Linked DNA regions of Sus scrofa: region 1 is linked to region 2. Evidence: chromatin contacts called from public HiChIP or PLAC-seq data. All regions are on one chromosome and are shown on one strand. The core of a region is the stretch at or near the end of the contact, and the rest is flanking DNA. Distances in the headings are between cores, read along the strand shown. Region 1 overlaps CHCHD6 (MICOS complex subunit MIC25). Region 2 overlaps CHCHD6 (MICOS complex subunit MIC25).

Region 1 (4,627 bases), core at 1,355-3,854, 130 kb after region 2:
CCACACATGCCTCAGTGGAGTGACGAGCAAAGGCAGAGTAGACTTGAGCGTGTGATGAGCCTGAGGACACAGCTGAAGCAGCAGCCTCGGGAAGTGACTTGGGAAGAGCAGAGGGAGCTGAGCGGTTGGAAGGCAAAGGACGGAGAGCAGCAAGGAGTCTGGATGTAGACAAGCAGCCGACTCCAGCTGAATCACCAAAGACGGCTGTGTGTGGGGCAGAGGACAGTCACACCCAGGTGCTATAACCATGTGTGTGCCTCCTCTTACTGGAGATTAAACATACTGGCTGAAATGAAATCTTTATGTATTTCACACATGCTTGCTCTGAACAATGGAGCTGAACACAGCATTTTGCATTACTTAAATTTCTTTACCTTCCTCGGAATTAGATCTTGGAGTAAATACGTAAATTTATGCAAATAAGTGTGCAAACTAGCAAGGCATTTAATTTTAAGGAAATTAAGAGTACTTTCCAGGCTAGGGGATGACATACAAGGGGCCTTTAAGAATATTTAACCTAAAAGGAAAAAAAAGGAGCTCCTGATGTGACTCAGCAGGTTAAGAGATCAATGTTGTCTCTCTGAAGATTCAGATTCAATCCTTGGCCTCACTCAGTGGGTCAAGGATCCAGCCTTGCTGCAAGCTGCAGGTAGGTGGCAGATGCAGCTGGGATCCAGTGTTGCTGTGGCTGTGGTATAAGTTGGAGCTCCAATTCAACCCCTTGCTTGGGAACTTTCATATGCCACAGGTGCGGCCATTAAAAGGAAAAAAAAAATTTAACCTTCTCTGAAGTAGCAGGCAAATGCTCTGTTGTGGCATCTACCTTCTATTAAATGAACTTCTCCTTTGGTTCATTCAATGATCTTGTCCAGCAATTTTTTACTTGCTTGCTTTAAGGCAAGGTGGACTCCCCAAATCTCAAGCCACTTTGCAGAAAAATCTTCACACCAACTCTGAATTGCCATCACCTCCTCTCTCTGGTCTCCCTCTCTGAAGCCAGGGTCAGGAGTGGACAGAAGGAACAGAGGAAAGAGAAGGAAGAAAGCAAAGGGCTCTCATAGCATGGGGCCATGCCCCCAACTGTACGCCTCTGGACAAGGCACTTATAGTCTCTGATGGGTCTGCCCAAAGCTCCCTCTTGTTTTAACAGTCTTGATAGAACCTGCGCCCTATCAGGACAGCTAGGAGCTGTTACACAACCTTCACATTGCCTTGCATATGGGAGGGGGCTTGTAGTAGTGAGAAAAGGATGTTTCTTGTACCCAAATGATTAAAGTCCCAAAAGTAACACCTTGGACATGTTCCTTAATGTCGCTAAGCCTAAGTCTCCATTTTAAAAGAGAATTCAGTCTTTGCAGAACTGCTAAGACCTAGAAACAAAATGCCCATCTGATATAAGACCCAAAAAAGATGATGTTCCTTTAATTTAGGGGACATCCCCTTAGAAAACTGTGACTGACTGAATTTTCCAACATTCCCCAATGTAGGTGACAACAGTGGGAGAGGGCCCAGAGAACCTTTCTATATTCTGATTCAGCTACTGCCTCTCACCTTCCAATACAGACATTTTCTCCTCATTCTGTCTTTGCAACGAGCCAGATCAAGACTAGATAACACCTAGCAAGCACTAAATAGGCTACGCTAAGAGGCCCCCACAAACACTCTGCACTTTTCCTAAACATGTCCACATACATCGTCTTACCCTAGGTTGCACCTGGATTATATAGCCTCCTCTCATTTTTTAAAAGATGTGGTGATTGAGACTCAAAAGATAAGTTGTTCATCCCAGGTCACACAACTAATGAGCATCTATCCGGAAGTCAGACTTCCTAATGTCCTTTTCTGAGCCACCTCCATAATCAACTAATTCACCTAAGCTCCGTACCTGCTTCACTGGGTTCATCCATTTAATCATTTAGCAATGGTTTACAAAGCACCAGCCTTGTGCCAGGCACAGATGCAGGAAGCAGGGCACCGAACCAACAGGACACTGAGTCAGCGGAGCTCGAACCCAGCTCGCCAGCTTGTTGCTCAGGTGACCTTGGCTAAGTACCTCAGTGCCTGGTTCTCAACCCATAAAATGAGCAAACCGAATCCTACTTCTAAAGGGCTGTTGAGAATTAAATGAAAAGATCCCCACTAAGCACTCGGATGTGAGCTGCTTTTATTCTTCCTCTAGACTCTGGGGATAGGGTTTGGAGTCAGGCAAGAGCCTTGGAGCTTACCCAGCAGCGGGAAACACAACAGGAAAGTCAAGTATCAATAGAAGTTTCTCATCGTGATGAGCCCTCGGACAAAAACAACTGTGAAACCGCGGGGATGGGAGTGGGGGGCGGCCACTTTAGACTGAATGGTCAGGGAAAGATACTGAGGTGACATCTGAGCTCCCACAAGAACGCACGAGCCGACACAGCCCGTGCGGAGGTCGTGTGCCCAACAGACCCGCAACCCAAGGGGCAAGAAGGCCCTGAGGCCAGTGAACAGGGGCGGGAGAGGGGAAGGGGGAAACTGGCACGGGAAGCTGTGGGAGAGGTAAGCGGCTCGTCGTCCTCGTACAGGCGTGGCGTCCCCGGGCAGCGAGGGCATCGAATCCGGGTCCCGACAACAGGCCCCGCCCCGGCGTCCGCTCCTCCTCCCACCTGGCAGCGGCCGAGCCTGCGGGCGCGCTCCGAGGTCGCGTCCCTCTCGCCGCTGAGGAACGCCCGGCGCCTCCACGCCCGCCCTCCGGCCGCCCGCTCACCCGGATGCCCTGCAGCACCCGGACCCGCTCCTCCTCGTCCATCCCGAAAGACGCCCTGCGGCCCTCGCTGCTTTCCGCGCTGCCCATGGCGGGAGGCGGCTCTGGCGCGCCGGCTCTTCCGGACGGCGCCACCTGCCAACAACGCAGCGTCCCATTGGGCGCGGCCGCCGGGCTCAGCCAATCGCGGGCGGGCCGCAAGGCATTGTGGCGGTTGTAGTCTGGCGGCGGCGCCGGCTGGACCAGGCGCAGGAGCCGGGAATGTGCGTGGTCGGACCGCGGGTTGGGAGGCCTGCTGACGAGCCGAGCGGAGGGGGCAAGGACAGCGCCGAACCGGCCGAGGCGCTGCAGGTTCGTCAGCAAACCGTGCGGAGCAGCCGGGGAGCGCTGACCGGCCGAGGACACCCGGGATGGAGGGAATGGTGAACAGTCGGCGAGCGGCCTGTTGAGGAGCCTCCTGGACGCCGAGGAAAACGGCGGCGTCTCGCTGCCCGGCGAGAAGCTGGCGGGAGGCGCTTGCTTTACCTTCGGAGCTGGAGCTCCGTCTCTGGGGGAGAATAGCCCGCGATGTGAGGGAAGGACTGTGCTGGGCCCCCGGTCAAGGGCCCGGCAAGAAGGGCTCCGCTTGGCGGAGGGAGGAGCAGCCCAGCGCTGCCGGAGAGCGGAAGGGGCAGAGCCGCGGGCCTGGTGAGCGGCTCCAGTGCTTCCTAAAGGCCCACGGAGGACAGCGCGTGGTCCTAGGCTTACGGACACTCAGGCGGCTCCGAGTGCCCTGAACGAAGTGCCCTGCCCTCAGCCGTGCCCTGAACGAAGCCCATTTGTTCTCTGAGCTGCCGACTGGCTTTGATTCGCCAAAGTGGGCCTGGGGCCGAGTTGGGATCATGAACTGGGAAACAGCCGACTGCTCCAAGAAAAGAATCATTTGGAGCCTTTTAGAACTTGGACGCAGGGGTAAGGAGAACAGTGTGGAAGAGAGAGAGAGACGCTTCGAGATGACCACAGCTTGGCCTTGGACGTGGGGTAGGGGCGCTAGGGGGGTTATGAGCAAAGACATCAGCTGGTTTCCTTCAGGATACTTTAATTTGCAAATCTCTCTCCATCCCTTCATCTGTTTCTTCACTATAAGCAGAGGCTGAGGTGGGGATTGTGGTGCAAGAGGTTTATGGGGGGGATGCTTCAGGAGAAAGCGAAGATGTCAAGAGCTGGTAGTGGCTTCAAGTCACCCCCACGGCTCTCAGAGCACAAATTACGTCCAGAATTGGTCCTGCTGGGAGGCAAGGGGCTGACCTTCTGTCCCCCGCAGCAGATGGTCATTAGCACCCTCAGGGAAGAGGGCATACGTGAGCTCTTGGCAGCCAGGAGATGGCCTCACCAGCTGGTGAAAAACCTGAAAGGGGCACTTTCAGCATCCACCACATGTTCCACACTTTTCCAAGGTCTCCTGAACACCCTGTGACTGAAAAAGGGGGTTATAAAAAACGAGGAAAGGGATGGATTTATTTCTGAGTCAGATGATGAAGCAAGTAACCACTGAACTAAATGAGTAAGACAAGAGTCTGAGCCACAGGTGACTCTGAGGCTGTGTGGCCCCCCACCCCCACCACGTGCAGATGCCGGTAGAGAATGGGACTCCCACAGGACTGAAAGTGGGGGGCACACCGACCCCAGCAGAGCTCATGACCACCCAGTAAATTGCGAATTCCTACATCACAGAGAAAACTGAAGTGCAAACAGGTGAAGAGAATGTGACATTATGAATCAAAAGGTGAGGATTTTAATAAAGGCAGTAGTGAGGAAAGGAAGGGAAGAGAAATTCATGGTTTGAGCACCTGTTGCCAGGCTCAACCTGGCACGACCAATTCATTTTGCCCTGGAAACCATCCTGAGAGA
Region 2 (4,380 bases), core at 544-3,043:
AAGGCCGTGCAGCAGTCAGTGGGGCTGTGCCCCATGTCCTAACTCCTGTCAGCCCCCAGTCACCAAGGATGAAGCACAAGGATGGACACCTCTCCCAGGCCTCCCAGGAGGAGAAGCTGGAGGAAGGGGGCTATGCCTCTGCAACTGGGGGTGGGGGTCACAATTAGCAGGAAAGTTCAATGACAGCTGTGAGCACACAGTTGCTGAGGGTAATGGGAGCCAGGCCTCCCACTGTCCAAGCAGGGAAGTCTAAACCCGAGAAGCTACAAGAACCCTAGCACTGGACTTGACTCAGAGGAAGTGCTGTGAACTTTATATACACAACAGATGCATGCACCAGTGTATGTGAACTCACATATGTAAACACGCATGCCTGTGCATGTGCACAAGTGTTCCCAGCTCCATTCACCAGGAGTATGTGGAAACAGTGACACCCCAGCAGCAGCAAGCACACCCAGTGTCAGATCTTGGTTTCTAAACACCATTCTCTGGCAAACAGAACAGGGCTCCTTGGAGACAGAGCTGATTCCAGCACTTGGGGCCAGAACACCTGTGCCAGAGAGTAAAGACCACTCAGAGCATGAAGCCATGTGTCAAAAGGGCAGAAGAGTCTGTCTAAGGGGCCAGATCCTAGACATCAACATAAATGAGGGTATTTATTAAAACCCAGTGAGGAACATCAACAAAGTAACACTTAAGTGGAGGAGAAGGGACGCCTTCCCTCAAATCGATTCTTAAATATAGAAGAAACAGTGGAAATAATCACTGCGGCGACCCTGACCATGGTGGCTGATTCAGGAGACGGCTGTTTCTGGAGGCAGGGGCTGAAGGGGTCAGGACCCTGGCACCCTGGAGTACCTCCCACAGAATGGATCAAACACGGGGATGCAGCCTGTGGAACAGTGACCTGGCACACACCAGTGTGACTGGGTCACGGTCCACATCCCCAGTGGGGGATGGGACGTGCCAGGAACCTTCCTGCCAAGAGCACACGGCCTAAGTCTGGCCATGAGGAAACATTGGGCAGACCCAGGCTGGGTCACTCTTCAGAGGGAGAGGCCTGTACCCTTTAAGACTGTCAAAGTCATGGGAGACAGAAAGACTAAGCAATGTCCCAAAAGAAGGAGACTCATGGCCACACAGACGCAGCACAAACCAGGCAGCATAGGATGTGCCTGCAGGCTGGCTGAGTCAGGCAGGGTTTCCTGACCACAAGGGCTGTGTACAGTCACAGAGGACAGTCCCAGGACATACCCAGTGGACTGGAAATCTTCAGGTCAAAAGGTCACCATGTGAGGAAAAGACAGCCTTTCTGTTTAGTGGAGGAAGTAAGGGCACAGACTCTGACGTGCACGACTGTGAACCTGGGTTAAGGCAAGAGCTCTTTGTGCGTTGCCATGACCTCCCTATAGCTTTGAAAGGATTTCAAAATAAAACACAAGGCTGGCAATTTAGGAGGACTGTATGTATTCAAAAGGATATATTTATCCCAAAAAAGAGCCCACCAGATTTTCCTTTTTTTCTTTTTTTTTCCAGCTGGGATTAGGGAAGGGGAAGCTGGACAAATTGATTCTACATTCATCTGAAAGATAACCTGGAAGAAGATCACCAAGGTAGAAGAACTTGCTCTGCTGGATATTTAATATTTTAAATAACTACAGCCACACAGTTTGTTTTATACACGTTTAAAACATGCAGGATTGGCCCCGGGAAAGAGTCTAGAAATAGACCCAAGGACATGAACCATGACTGGGTGGACTCTTACACCATCGTTGGTAATGGACAAAGGGGGAACAAACGTGGATCTGTACTTTACTTCCTGCGCCTTAGAAACGCAGTGGGGTGTCCTGGAGCATGACTTAATGTTAGGGGATAAGTCAGAGAAATGCTAGTCCTAAAAACACAGGTGTGGGGGAAGGAAGACCTTCATGATATAACCTGAGTCACAAACAGGAAAATGAACCACGACAAAAATACACCAGGTCCCTATCCCCAAATCAACTTCCTAAGGGCAAAAATTAAACTAAAAAAAGTTACAAAAAAATAAAAGATTAACAACACCATTACACAAAGACTTTTTAAAAAGAACTAATAAGGAATAAAGAGCAAAGGCCTTAAGTCAATCATTCACAAAAGAAGAAATCCAAACGGTCTATAATTTCTGAAAAGGTTTAACCTCACTGATACCAGAAGAAACGAGGGATTTTCTTTTTTCTTTTTTTTTTTTTTTTTTCTTTTAGGGCCTGCAACATATGGAAGTTCCCAGGCTAGGAGTCATATTGGAGCTGCAGCCACAGGCCCGCACCACAGCTGTAGCAACACAGGATTTGAGCTGCATCTGCGACCTACACTGCCGCGGGCAGCAACACTGGATCCTTAGCCCACTGAGCGAGGCCCCTAATCCTAACCCTAACCCACATCCTCACAGAGACAATGTCAGGTCCTTAGCCCACTAAGCCACAAAAGGAACTCACGAGGGGTTTTGAAAGTAAAAGGTTTTTCTTGTTTGGTTTTGGTTTTGAGATTAGCAAAAAAAAAATTTAGAAATATTGTTAAAATCATGTATGGGCTTGGGAAGATGGACACCATCCAGAATCATTGTCGAGTGAAAACTGCTATAGACCCTGCACTGTTTTGGAGAGCCAGCAGGAAAAATGTAAACATGTAAATATACATGTAGAAATACCCATGTGTGTCCTTTGACCCAACAAATCCCTCCAGAAGGATTTAAACAAGTGCACAATGTCACATAAAGCTGTTTGTCGTAGTTGTCATTACATTGGTAAGAAAATCAGAAAACTCTCCCAGATTCATCAATAAATGATCAATTACATAAATTCTGATTCTAAGGAATAATGACGTGGTTATTAAAAATGAACGTGTAAGTCTGCATTACTGACATAGGCATGGTCCACAGAACACGGATGAGGGGCTGAGGCGTGTCTCCATGAGCCCAGGGTCCTGACGTCCAACTGTGTGTCCATGCCTGTGACTCATGGCAACTTCACCAAGACTAAGCATGGGGAGATTTGGGCTTAAAAAAAAAAAAAACAATTTTTTTCTGCATCATTTGGGTGTTTTTTGTTTTTAACACTTATGTACTATTCTTCTAATCAGATGACAAAACTACCTTTGATTTTGAAAATTGTAGTGATACGTAACCATCTGGATATTGTAATTACTGATGACTTCAAGGCACAACAGTAAATAGCAAATCAAACAATATGCAGACACCAAATCTGGCATTCCGGGTCTGCATGGATTTTCAAAGTCCATCACTTACAGTGTTATTAGCACACAGCACACATGCAGTTACAGAGGTGGAGACGGGGTGCGAGAAGTCAGAGTCGAGGGCTCCTGAACAAAGCAGGAGCTAATCTTTGTTGAATTAGGTGAAATAAAGGCCTGCTTATCTCTGAAAATCCTCAAACAGAAATCAATTTATTCTCGGAGTCAAAGGAAATGTGCACAAAGATCAGCCGGATGGTTGGGGGACCCCACTTTATCCCCCTGTCACCCAGGTCTATGACGACACAGCTCCCGCCTTCTGCGCTGTCATAGCCACAGCTGTCACCAGCCAAGGCACCTTCCACCCTGTCCCCTGGCACATGCACCCACCCCGCTGTGCACACGAGAGACAGGCTGGTATAAGAGGCTGAGAGCTGCATGAAATGGGGCAGAGATGAGCCTCCCCCTGCACTCGGGGTTAAGGGTAATCAACCAGGCAAGGATTTCTGTTCACAGACCAAATGCACTGCTTCTAGGGCCCTTGTGCTGAAACGTGTCTGCTCCCGTCACTAGAGGGCTGGCACTCCCGAAGGCTTGGGCACTCGCCCCTTCAGGAGGCCCAGGAGCACTGGCAGGGGCTGGACCCAGGTGACATGGTGCTCCTGCTCATTACCACCATCCCCTTAGGAGGCCCATTCATGGCATGACTCTCCACTTTACCGCATGCAGAACAAGGACAGTGAGCAAGATGACATGGTCAAGGCGCCCAGGATGCAGGATGCATCAGACGAGTGCCAGGCCCCCATCCTGCTGCCTGCAGGAGCATGAGCAGGACCCTCAAAGGAGAAGCTGTCCATCTGGTGAAGCCCAGGATGGCTTCACCATCCGTAGTGCCGTGTGTGACCCACTGCAGAGACCTAGTGCATATGCACACAGACAGTATAGGAGTTGCCACGGCCTGCCCCACATGGAATCCATGTAGACTCCTGGGCCAAGAACCAGTCACTTCTGCCATGTCAGCCCCAGCAAAAGCAGCACAGCTGTCCCCTCCCCACCCCGCACTGCTCTGCCATTTGGAAATGCATGTGCCATCCTAAGCAGTTCGGCCTGACGCACAGTAGGGACTGACCATGCTGCACAACTCCCCAATTT

What was found. HiChIP or PLAC-seq counts read pairs in DNA pulled down with a chosen protein or histone mark.
Region 1: an H3K27ac HiChIP or PLAC-seq map of alveolar macrophages shows a contact between it and region 2. The contact joins two enhancer-like sites. A contact is called at or near these places in 1 of 5 promoter capture datasets (fetal skeletal muscle), 1 of 47 Hi-C or Micro-C datasets (skeletal muscle) and 1 of 2 datasets of contacts at active chromatin or transcription factors (alveolar macrophages).

Annotation. Positions count from the first base shown.
Region 1 is chr13:73,252,102-73,256,728 of Sscrofa11.1, forward strand. CHCHD6 (MICOS complex subunit MIC25) reads right to left here. Exons shown (of 10, transcript XM_021069811.1): 1 at 2,741-4,627. The coding sequence starts at 2,827. Among named protein-coding and RNA genes, the nearest start is that of CHCHD6, 8.5 kb to the right of the region's middle. Within about 2 kb of position 2,605, at least 71 of the 83 cell types and tissues checked have an H3K27ac peak or open chromatin away from gene starts, as enhancers often do. A contact at or near this core is called in alveolar macrophages, where this site is marked.
Region 2 is chr13:73,121,063-73,125,442 of Sscrofa11.1, forward strand. All of the region lies in intron 6 of CHCHD6 (MICOS complex subunit MIC25), which reads right to left. Among named protein-coding and RNA genes, the nearest start is that of PLXNA1, 24 kb to the left of the region's middle. Within about 2 kb of position 1,794, at least 11 of the 83 cell types and tissues checked have an H3K27ac peak or open chromatin away from gene starts, as enhancers often do. A contact at or near this core is called in alveolar macrophages, where this site is marked.